2 separate regions of the Drosophila melanogaster genome follow, and region 2 is linked to region 1. A link is a contact called in public Hi-C data. All regions are on one chromosome and are shown on one strand. Each heading gives the region's core, a stretch centred on a gene start, on an enhancer-like site or on the middle of the called end of the contact. The rest is flanking DNA. Distances are from core to core; before and after follow the strand shown.

Region 1 (2,700 bases), core at 52-2,551:
TAACACAAAACAAGAAAAAAAAAACTAAGGGAGAGAAGTTGGTATGAAAATGCTTATAACAGTTCAGCTATTTTTGGTGACAGGTTTATAGGTTTAAGAAAAATGTATATAATAAAAGCGCATACCCCGAAACGATCACGAATATTTTTGAGCATCGTTGGAACCTATTTTAATGGTTTTATCCATTAAATATTTTGAATTTAGTTGAACTTTCAAAACAGCATAATTTTGTATTGCCTCTCTTTATTTTATACCCAAATATCTTCCCAACAAATCCCAAAGCAAAATAAAAAAAACTTTTTGTCGAGACTATGCAATTTTTTGAACGTCTCTTGCTGAAAGCTTAAGTATTTATGCTATAGCTATTATATTTTTGAAACCAATGTTTAAATGGATTTTTGAAGAACATTTAGTTTTGCATGCCCATGCGAAATGTGGCCTAATTTGTACAGGATTTTGATAGGAAACATTTACTTTTATATTCTTATTTTAAATGCACTTTACATTTTTATTTGCTTTTTATTTGTTAACTAACCATTTGAGAGGGAATACGATTTAGGCATTTTAATAGTTTATATTTTAATTTATCTTTACATATCCAATATAATGGTACTGAAAAAATATATCAACAATTTAGGGTTGTTATCCAGTAAGTAAATGCAATTACTGTTACTGTGCTAACCCCTTTAAGCAGTTAAAAAACCAAAACTGTAAGCTAACATAAAAAATCGAAACTAACTCGAGGAACAGGTTGCATTTTATTAAATGTAAATAGTTGTGAATTTAGGACTCATTTCATCGTAGGGTAACTCAGAATAATGCAAATAATAGTCTCGTCAAAAGAATCCACCCATTTATGTGAACCGATCCACCGATCCTTGAAACACTATTATTACTTATAAACGTATCCTTTCCCATCCCAAATGTTACAAATCGCATATATATTTTATTTATATCTTGTGTTAATTTTTCTTATACTTCTAAAATCATTGGATTTAATTTAAACAGTTGGAGGTGCCAAAGAAATCCTTCGGTTTTGAAGCCATTCAATGCTCTCTAAAATTATACAGTAAAATTATTGTGATTTATTATTCCACAACAAGTAGAAAGCAATTACAAGCATCAATATATTCAGATAATAGGATTATATTGGTCATTAGTTAAGGCGGATCCTTCAAACCTAAGAGATTTCTGTAACACCTTCGATTTGAACAACGATGCCATCAAATACGTAATCGTAACGTAAACTCAGTACACAAACCAAAACGTAACCAGTGCTAACACTTTGGGTTCGGTTCTCGACTACTCCTTGCAATGTTAACTCCCGTTGTGCTGTTGACGCTAACATTTTCGCCCTAACTGTTCTGTACTGCTTCAATCAAAATTCACCCACTCAATCAAATCATTCAACAGCGTGACCGTTATCGATTGAGGGTTAGTGCCTCCGATAAGGGCACTCCCGCCTCGGCAGCCGATGTCGATGTTGAGTTAGATGTCGTCGATCGGAATAATAAGCCACCCATTTGGGATAAGAGCATTTACGGGCCGATTCACATACGCGAGAATGTCACTGTGGGTACGGTTGTAACATCGGTTAAGGCAAGGTTTGTATAGCCAATGAGAACTCACAACCTAACATTAAAACTAAAACTAAACCTAACTTGCGAGTCTAACAGCTGTCGGTCTCCTTTAACATAGTCTAGATAACATTTTTTTGAACCAGCGGAATAACAATCGGCTAACCTAAACCTAGCATTAAGCTTTCAAGTATTTTGAACATACGGTCTATTCACTGTTACGTGAGCTTTGGAATGCAAATCCCTTTTTTTTTGGCATATCGTAAAGCTCTCACCGAATGCAGCAACCAAAAGTCCTGACCAATCTGTGAAACCGAATCGAAAATGGAAGTGCAAAAATTCAAAATCCTTCAATCTTTTGTTGCTGGTGTGTATTTGATTTTGAATCGAGCAATTCGTTTTTTAAATATGGTTGCTCCTCAGAATCTTTTTGGATTTTGCCGAGTCTTATTTCTTTCTCTATATACTAAACAAAACACATCACCCATTGGATCTGTGATTTCCCTAAAAAGACTCAAAACCCCTACATGAATTAATGCCTGGAATTGTGAGAATCGTAATGAAATTTTTGGTGTTGGTTTTCATTTGGAAAATACCCTGCTTAGACATGCGCCATATATCATAAGCAAAACAAGGTTGCAGTTTAGTCGTAAGCTAGTGGAGCAAGGTAACTACACAAAGTGTTCAAAAATGTTAAAAAGCAATAGTCGAAAGCGAAAAGAATAAAAACCGCAGCAAACTGTGTAAAGTATGCTATGAAAATTGTACTTATTAAATGCACAAAACCCAATATCAGTTTCTTATATTAAATATTTAGTTGACATTTTCATTTTAAAGCTATAAATATTTATTTAAATAATTAAACATTTTTTTTCGAAGGCTAGGGTCGAGACTTTACAAAATATTCTGCACTGCATTTGAAATACTTTTTATAAAGACCGTAATCTTAAAATGTTTTCCTTTCCCGTTTTTCGATTAATTTATAACTTATTTAATTGCGGTGTTGGTTTACAATTTATTTTTGAGTTTTAACCAAAAATCTACTATTATAACTACATCATTTTTAGAACTTCTTTACATAAAAGGTTCCAACTATATTATATCATTTTGTTTTTTGCCTTTT
Region 2 (2,700 bases), core at 42-2,541, 860 kb before region 1:
TAGTAAGTGCTTAGATATTGGTCGAAGGATACAAAATTATAACTTGAAAGTCCTTTAAAGCGAATAACAAATATTCGGCTAACAAATGCTTTCCTACTAAATACCGCCTTTAAATTATTTTTGATTTTACCCTCTTCTTGTTAATTTATGTTAATTATGGACCCATTAAAAATCTGCTCCCGCCGATCTTTCATCGCCTGTAATATGCATATTAATTAGTTGTTTGACAAAGTTTTTGACGCAATTCGGCCTTGAAAGCGTTTGATGTTGCCCCGGGTGGAAAATGGTGGCTGCTTACGAGGCTGAGAAGTGTCTGCAACAAGTTGCGGCATTCAACGACGGTTCAATGGCCCCTCAATTGGTCCTTGGCTGGTTCTTTTGTGGCCAAGAAATTTCCTTGAAGTTGGCAAAAGCATCAGCGAGTGAATCTCAAGTGCCTCGTGGAAGGTGCAAAATAATTGGCCATTTAGCATTTTACAACAGCGGGATCAACAAATTTGAAATTGAATCTCTCAGCAGATGCGGCAACAAAGTAGCAAAATGGAACAATAAACATTTAGGAATGTATTTATCGTTACATGCAGCATTCTATTCGCTTTGGCCCTCTTTTGTTGCTCGTTTTATGGCCATTATCTGGGCTTTTGACTTTCCTTCTTTTTGGTGCCCATCACGGTGGCCACAGGTGGAAATCCTGGCCCGGAGTATTCAGCTTATTCGGTCGTTTGACGGGGTCACTCTTTTTTGCTTTATGGTCACGATTTTTGGGAGGCTGACGGTGGAGAACTGGAAGTTGAATGACTCTCGTCGGGTGTGTGAAGGACTCGAAAAGCGTGAATATTGGATTTACATAAATGCAAACATAAAAAAAAGAATAAATTAATATGTGCAGTCGTGAAATTTTGGAAAATGCATTAAATTTGTAAGCACGATAAAAAGTGTGTGGCTTCTATGGTTTAGATTAAATGTTGGGGCTTTTTTGTCATATTACTTACATTGCTATTACTAAGATTTTCATTTATTACATTTAAAAATTGTGATGTTTTTTTTTACATTTTAATAAATATGATATATATATTATATGTTTATATCTTATACATATTTAGTTTTACGATATAATGATTTTTAAAATATAGTTTGGAGAATCCATATATTTAAAGCTTTACGTCAACGGTATTCACTCTTACGTATGGTTTATGTCTCGGCTAAAATCGTAACAGAAAGCTCTATTGAGTGAAATTAGAACCAGTGACGTAAACGGTTAACATTGCGTAGAGTGCTGTTAACGCTGCGTATGAGTAATGCGAATTGAACGGAAATTCGTCTAATACAAAGTGAGCAAATATAGTAGCACTACGCTAAACAAGTTGTAGAATTAATCAGCATTACATTGGAATGGCATCTGGCGAATTTCCTGAAACGGAAATTCCTCAAAATAAAGCATAATATTCGCCACTTAGTCGTGCCGATTTGACAAGTACTCGCCACCACATTTGTCGCAAAGTTATTTTAATGACTTTAACTTGTTCAGCTGTCAGTTTCTGTTGCACTCGTGTCGCACTTTTATTTGCGTCTCAAGCGATTTCCGTCATATACGGCTCAATTAAGCGTTTGCCTCGCTTTTCTTTGCTTTAGAAATTTGCAAGTTGCAGTTCAATGCTGGTCGCGCTCTTCGGTCACCGTTCGATGATCCCTGGTAGCGCTAAAAGGGTTTCCAAAGGCCTTATACAGTGACCCCAAAGCAAATATACTGGCCAGTTCATGTCGACTCATAAGTGTTTCACTTGTTCATTAACTCTTGCCGCTTCATTCCGTGGGTGCAGTACGGATCATGATTGTAAATGACTTGGTCAGTAGATAGTTTTAAATATCTTAATGTAATGTAATGTAATGTAATGTGTTTTATTGTTAATATAGGTTCAGATAAGTTTTAATATAGCAACGAATGCATTTTTCTGCACTGTTGCTAGTTTGAAATTGTCAAAACTATTCCAGAAACATATACTCATGCCTGTTCGATTTTTAGAGATTTTTAAAGTACATTTCTTGAGACATCTGGCCAATCGTTGTATAGATTCGAGACGCACATTATGTTTATGGCGGCGGCTCTGTTAAATTTTCTTTCCACTTTCCGTGTCGCACGTTGCGCATTCGATTAGCACCTCGTCTCGATTATTTACCTGATGCAGCTGCTTCGTCTTCATTGAATAATTCGTGCTGGTTGTGGAAGATTTGCATCACAAAAGTCTCAGTCTGTATTTTGTTTTTTATCTTGCTTTTTTTTACTGTTTACTGTTTTTCTCGATCTTGATTATCTTGGCTTTAATTTGCGGCTTCCTACGTGTGGGCTTGTGTGTGCTGTCGAGGCAATTGTTTGACCATTGTGGAGATACAACACTTAGATAGCACTCGCCATTACAATGCAGTTTTGTTCGGCCAAAATGCGAAACGTGCCCGTTATTGACAGCGGTGAGATTTTCTATTGCGGCTGTTTGTCAACGAATGTAAATGTGAATGGAAAGAAATATATTTTCGTAATTGTTTGCGATTTTAAGAAATGGAAAGGAAGCTTGGGTAACTTGGTTCTCGCGATTCCCATACTATGCGCCATTCATTCGGTTTTATTTATTTTTTTTTTGGCGGGAGAACAAAGACCTAAAATATTCAGTCGAACATGTTTATTTGATCTACCGTTTCCCGCCT

Evidence for each region. Hi-C and Micro-C count contacts between places; a contact is called where the count stands out from the background.
Region 2: a Hi-C map of the Kc167 cell line shows a contact between it and region 1, with 8 times the contacts expected there. The contact joins two enhancer-like sites. A contact is called at or near these places in 23 of 107 Hi-C or Micro-C datasets (the Kc167 cell line, the OSC cell line, the S2 cell line and 7 more) and 1 of 6 datasets of contacts at active chromatin or transcription factors (the Kc167 cell line).

Annotation. Positions count from the first base shown.
Region 1 is chr2L:17,714,627-17,717,326 of dm6, reverse strand. The region is part of intron 9 of CadN (Cadherin-N); the gene reads left to right. Among named protein-coding and RNA genes, the nearest start is that of CG43231, 11 kb to the right of the region's middle. Within about 2 kb of position 1,301, at least 35 of the 39 cell types and tissues checked have an H3K27ac peak or open chromatin away from gene starts, as enhancers often do. A contact at or near this core is called in the Kc167 cell line, the S2 cell line and eye imaginal disc, where this site is marked.
Region 2 is chr2L:18,574,957-18,577,656 of dm6, reverse strand. The region is part of intron 2 of Pde11 (Phosphodiesterase 11); the gene reads left to right. Among named protein-coding and RNA genes, the nearest start is that of Pde11, 14 kb to the left of the region's middle. Within about 2 kb of position 1,291, at least 23 of the 39 cell types and tissues checked have an H3K27ac peak or open chromatin away from gene starts, as enhancers often do. A contact at or near this core is called in the Kc167 cell line, the S2 cell line and eye imaginal disc, where this site is marked.